2 separate regions of the Mus musculus genome follow, and region 1 is linked to region 2. The links are chromatin contacts, called in public HiChIP or PLAC-seq maps. All regions are on one chromosome and are shown on one strand. Each heading gives the region's core, a stretch centred on a gene start, on an enhancer-like site or on the middle of the called end of the contact. The rest is flanking DNA. Distances are from core to core; before and after follow the strand shown.

Region 1 (2,700 bases), core at 188-2,687, 240 kb after region 2:
CAGAGTAATCACAAGGTTGAAAAGAGCTCAGAGGGCCCAGGGAGATCACATATACATTACTAGCATGTATATACATAATATTACCATGTTTGCTGGCTAGTCTTATGTCAACTTGACACAAAAACTAGTTACCTAAAAGGAGGGACATTAACTGAGAAAGTGCCTCCATAAGATCTGGCTGTAAGGCATTTTCTTAGTTAGTAATTGATGGGGGAGGTTCTAGTCTATTGTGGGTAGTACCTCCCTGGTCTGGTGATACTGGGTTCTATAAGAAAGCAGGCTGAGCAAGTCATGAGAGCAAGCCAAAAAGGAGGCACCCCTCCATGTCTTCTTCATCAACTCTTGCCTGTTCCTGTCCTGATTTCCTTCAGTAATGAGAAACAATGTGGACTTGTGAGCCAAATAAATCCTTTCCTCCAAAACTTACTACTGGTCATGGTTTTTGTCGCAGCAATAAAACCCTGACTAAGACACCATGTAATTCTGAGAATGCCAATGTAAAGATTCTGCTCATTTAAAATAAGCTCTCACATTTGAGGCAGAGTCTCATGCGGCCTAAGTTAACTTTGAGCTGCATATATAGCCAAAGCTGGCCTAAAATCCTGATCCCAAGATTGCAGGTGTACACCATCAGTAATAAACTCATTATATAGATAAAAAGACCAATCCTTGACAAACCAACTCACCCAAGATCACCCTGTTACTTTCTTATTGCAGATTTCATGGTTTCTGAAGGTATGTTCATTTTATAGTCAGGTTCTCCAGAAAGAAGTGTGACTCTCGGACAGTAATGACTTGTTTTGCTTTGAGAGACAGTTTCACTATGTAGACCAAGCTGACTTCTTTAAATTTAAATTCACCTGTCTCTGGCTCCTGAGATGAGGGATTAAAGTTGTGTACTATTTTTAGAAGATAACAGTTTATTCTTTTCCTAAGTGTTTCAAAAAGGAGAAAAGTACAGATGTAATCTGTGATATATTTCACTGTCTTAATAATTCTTGTTTATTTGTTATGTTTCTATGTATGTGGTTTATGGTCTATGTGAGGGTGCAGGCATGTGCTTGCCCTAATGTGGCTGTGAGGTCGGAGGATAACTTCCAGGACTTGGTTTTCTCTGCTATTGAGGCTGGGTTACCTTTTGTTTCTGTCCTGTTGCTGTTCTTGTGAGCTTTGGTGATTCTTCTGATAGATGTAAGCTGCACCTCATCTAGCTCTTGTGGGTTCCAAGGATATTAACTCAGGCTGCCAGACTTGCACAGCAAGTCCTGTACTACACTAAGCCATCCCCTTGGCTCCTTTGTCTTAAAATGTGCCAACTGTAAAGAATGAAAGTACTAAGCTTTTACAGATTCAGGGATCACACATACTATTGACTAAGTGACTCATCCCATAGGTATATAGAGACTGTTGACTGCCACAGGTTTTTCCTGGACAAACAGGCCTGGGAAGATGACTCACTGCAGAAAGTACCTGCTGTGTAAGCATGAGGGTGTGAGTTTGGATCCCTAGCACCTGCAGAAAAGGTTGGGTATATCACTATACCCAGTGATATGTACCTGTAACCCCAACATTGGGGGCCAGGGGGTAGGGTGGAGTCTGGAGAGTCCTGGTGGTTTACCCACTGGGTAGCCAGTCTAGTTGAATTTGATTGAGGAAGACACTCAATGAGTTAAGACTTTACTATGTGCACATGAATACACACACACACACACACACACACACACACACACACACACTCTCTCTCTCTCTCTCTCTCATCCCCCCATACAAACATACACTTACACATGCGCTTACTCACTCTCGCACACACACATGCACACACATACGAATAAGTTAAACAGGACGAAAGGCAGATAGAAACACTATTCCTTTATTACCCTGACTTTTCCAATATAGTTCAAATCTCAAATGAATAAATGCATTATTAAAGTGTAAAGATTATATGTTGCTTTTCCTTAAATTGTTTCAGATTTTTATTGTTCTTCCCAGAGTAGAGCCAAGGAACCCATGAAACAGCTCTATTTCTTAAATTCCATGTGTGGACTGCTTGTTATTTAATCCACTTCATTTTGTTCACGAGGCAGCAGAGGCTCAGAAGCTCAGTAACTTGTTGAAAGTAACTGAGCCCAGGGATGGCAGAAGATCCTAACCCAAGACTGTCTGACTGCAAGGCCTGTGCTAAGTCACACTCTCCCTCTCCTTTGTGAGAATGCTGGCTGATAGTAGGCTAGTTTCTTCAAGGCATCCATGAATGATAATAGAGGTAAAACTATCTAGAGGGGAGGAGGTTTGCTGATGGTCCACTCCTGCCACAGACTCTCTCTCTCTTTTTTTTTAAAATTACTTTCTTAAATAAACTCAGCTACTTTAAAAACATTATGATAGTCGTTTCTTTCCTCCAGTCTATATTTCTGCTCATGGTAAGATTTTATTTATATTTATATTTATTTATATTTCTGCTCATGGTAAGACTTACTTGTTGTGCTGGAGATCAGACCCAGGGTCTTAAGGTTTTAGACAGTTATCTTCAGCTGAATTATACACACACACACACACACACACACACACACACACACACACAAATAGCTTGTATTTGTTTAATGTTTTTTTTCAGTATCCATTGAGACAATCACACAGTTTTTTCCTTTATTGTATTATGGTAACCAGTAGTCCACTACATGAATGTACATTTTCTGATAA
Region 2 (2,700 bases), core at 94-2,593:
GTGGGTGCTGAGGACTGAACTCAGGGCCTTTGGAAGTTTGGAACCACTAAGCTACCTCTCCAGCCCCAACAATACTTTTCATTTGAGACACACTGCAAGTACTTGCTCAGCCACACAAACAGAAGGTGAAGCAACTGGCGTCACTGAGCAGAGGGCACAAACTGATAAGCTCTTGTGGTCAGTAGTTTAGGATATCTTAAAAGTTTATCAGTAAATGCAAGAAGCACCTGTATTTAATGTCAGCTCTAACAGTTATGAAAACACATATAACTAGTAGTAGTTCCATTTTACACACGCATAATTTCTGGCCCAGAGAAGTTTAGTAACTTACCCGAGATTACAAAGCTCCGTTTGTGGATGAACTGGGATTCAAAGGTCAGGCCTGTCAACCTCCTGTGTTGTAACCACTGTATTTTAGCTTCATACCTAGAGGAAGCCAGTGAGATTTAGAGAGGGGATCATGTGAGAACTTTTGGTGGGGGAGCAGTGGGATGACTAAGTTGGAGGAAGAACATGTGTGTGGCAGTGGAAAGTTTCTGAGGAAGGAGAAACCTAAGGGTCGTCTGCCAAAGTGGGCAGCAAATACAGGGTCAGGGTGGGCTGGAGGTGTGGGCCCACCACTGGAATAAACAACAGGGGCCACGCTGTGGGAGGAAGGACCTGACCTTGAGGATAGAAGGACCCTCCTGCGGGAACTACGGGAAATGGGGAGCCCACAGGTGGGGGAGCTGGAGGGAAAGGGGCAGGGGTGCGGCCGAGAGTTGGCATCCAGACAGGCACTGGGTTTAAGAACCCCGTGTGCCCTGGGCGGAGTGGCCAGAATAAGGCAACTGAGGGGAGGCCAGCGGCTGGGACTCGGGGCAGGGTGCACAGGGCCAGATGGGTGGTCGCCCAGGACGACCCTGCGGGTGGTTTCGGTGGCGACACTCGCAGGAAGTCTGATCGCGAAAACCGAGGGCGACCGTGGACGGGAGACTGCTCTCAAAGATGGCTCACCCGGTGGAGTGGGCGGCGTCCCCGCTGTCCCCGGGCCCTGCCGCGTCCCGGGGCTGCCCGGCTTCCCTGCTCGCGGGGCCTCGGGCCGCGTCGCGGCGGCTCCGCCATCTCCGAGCGAACGCTCCGCCGCAGTCGGGCTCAAGTACCGCTCCCACCAGGGGGAGGCGGCGCGCTGCGGCTCGTGGTGCCCGCTCAGGTCCGCGCGCTCCCCGAGCGTGGCCGCTGCGTGACCGGGACCTGGGATAAGCCGACGGCCCTCCGCAGTGCTCAGCCCAGCCGCAGCCTCCCAGCCCTCCGGCCTCGCGCTCAGCCCACCAGGGTGGACCCCGTCCTCCACGCCGGGTGGCACAGTCTGCGGAGCGTCGGGGCGGGCCCAGGGCCCAGGCCTGTCCACTCAGACCCGCGGAGGAGGGAGCCCGCGTACCAAGGGCGGGGCCACCTCCGCCTGGGGCGGGGCGAAGACTCGGCCCACCGCCTAAGAGGCTACTTCCTCCCTGCCACCCCCCAATACAGCAGCCCAGGCTGAGTTTATGAGAAGTTTTCTTCCTTGCTCCCCAAGGGAATGGGCAAAAAGATGTTCGTCTCCTAGTGAAGCCTTGTCACGCAGGCTGCTAAAATCTAAGCCCACGGCTACGAGCCTCCAACAGCAATAACACAATGGACTGTTTAAAGGTTATTTTATTAAATATCTTCAAGGTTTCATTGTAACAAAGCTATGAAGGGACTACCAACATTCAGAACAAACACTATTTTAAATTATTTCTATGTCATCATGCAAAAGTTCTGCATCAAATGCCTTCCATTTCCTGTTTAAAAGGTGGTTTGTTTTTTAAATAGTCTATTAATAGTCTATAGATGCTGACATTAGCCCCAGAAGTGGAGTAAGAACGCTAAGAAGTGGGGCTGGAGCAGCCACATGAAGCTATGGGTCTCAAAGAGCTCTAAGACCATTTGTTGTCTTCAAGCCAGCAAAACCAAACCCTGTGATGAAGGTATCTGTTGGCTGGCACTGCAGGCTGCAGGGCAGGAAGGGTCTAGGGTCCAGGGTCTGAGGCATGCACAAGTGCTTGAGGAGCCTGGCTAAATTCAAGCACCAGCACCCATGCGTTTGTTCTCTTCTCAGCTGGCTCCATACTCTGTAGTTCTCTTTTCCCAGCTCCTGTGCCTCCTGAAGGTCACCCAAGGAGCTGAAATCTACCCCCCCCCCCAATGCAGATAATGTGCAGTTGTTTGGTGGGAGGGAACCAAGACTATGACCAATTGCCTCTTCCATTATCTTCTCTGTTATCTGCCTAAGGTACAGACCTTTTCTTCCTGGAATGGACCTCCTTGAGCACAGAGAGGGACAATGAATGCAGGAGCCTTGGCTCTGGACCCCTTTGTGGGTACATGCAGGCGAGGGGGTGATGCCCATGCAGATTGTCCAGCAGAAAAGTCTATACTTCGGTTGGTCAATAAAGAGCCTCTTTAAAGAGGACACTTCTCACCCAAGCAGTCAGTTCGATCTCAAACCCAGGGAAAGAGTTGGGCGTGCAGCATGGGAAGAAGGGAGGCAGCCCAGAGGGCAGCCAGAATGCATAGAAACAACCACCAACTCTTACCCACTGCCTCACTCCTCCCATCCCACAGGGGCACTTGGCAGAGGGCCCAGGCCTAGATGAGGGTCAGCATGGGGACCACCACCATGAAAATACAAGACAAAGA

Evidence for each region. HiChIP or PLAC-seq counts read pairs in DNA pulled down with a chosen protein or histone mark.
Region 1: an HNF4G HiChIP or PLAC-seq map of pancreatic cancer cells shows a contact between it and region 2. The contact joins the enhancer-like site here to the promoter of Ndst2 in region 2. A contact is called at or near these places in 7 of 39 promoter capture datasets (the HPC-7 cell line, the SN4741 cell line, cranial neural crest and 4 more), 3 of 115 datasets of contacts at active chromatin or transcription factors (bone marrow-derived macrophages, large pre-B cells and pancreatic cancer cells) and 3 of 9 other capture datasets (adipose tissue, liver and pancreatic islet).

The regions. Positions count from the first base shown.
Region 1 is chr14:20,972,609-20,975,308 of GRCm38.p6, forward strand. The region is part of intron 2 of Vcl (vinculin); the gene reads left to right. Among named protein-coding and RNA genes, the nearest start is that of Vcl, 45 kb to the left of the region's middle. Within about 2 kb of position 1,438, at least 58 of the 459 cell types and tissues checked have an H3K27ac peak or open chromatin away from gene starts, as enhancers often do. A contact at or near this core is called in pancreatic cancer cells, where this site is marked.
Region 2 is chr14:20,733,219-20,735,918 of GRCm38.p6, forward strand. Ndst2 (N-deacetylase/N-sulfotransferase (heparan glucosaminyl) 2) reads right to left here and starts at 1,344. Exons shown (of 15, transcript NM_010811.2): 1 at 997-1,344; 2 at 332-426. It overlaps Camk2g (calcium/calmodulin-dependent protein kinase II gamma), which reads right to left. Exons shown (of 21, transcript NM_001360186.1): 21 at 1,655-2,700.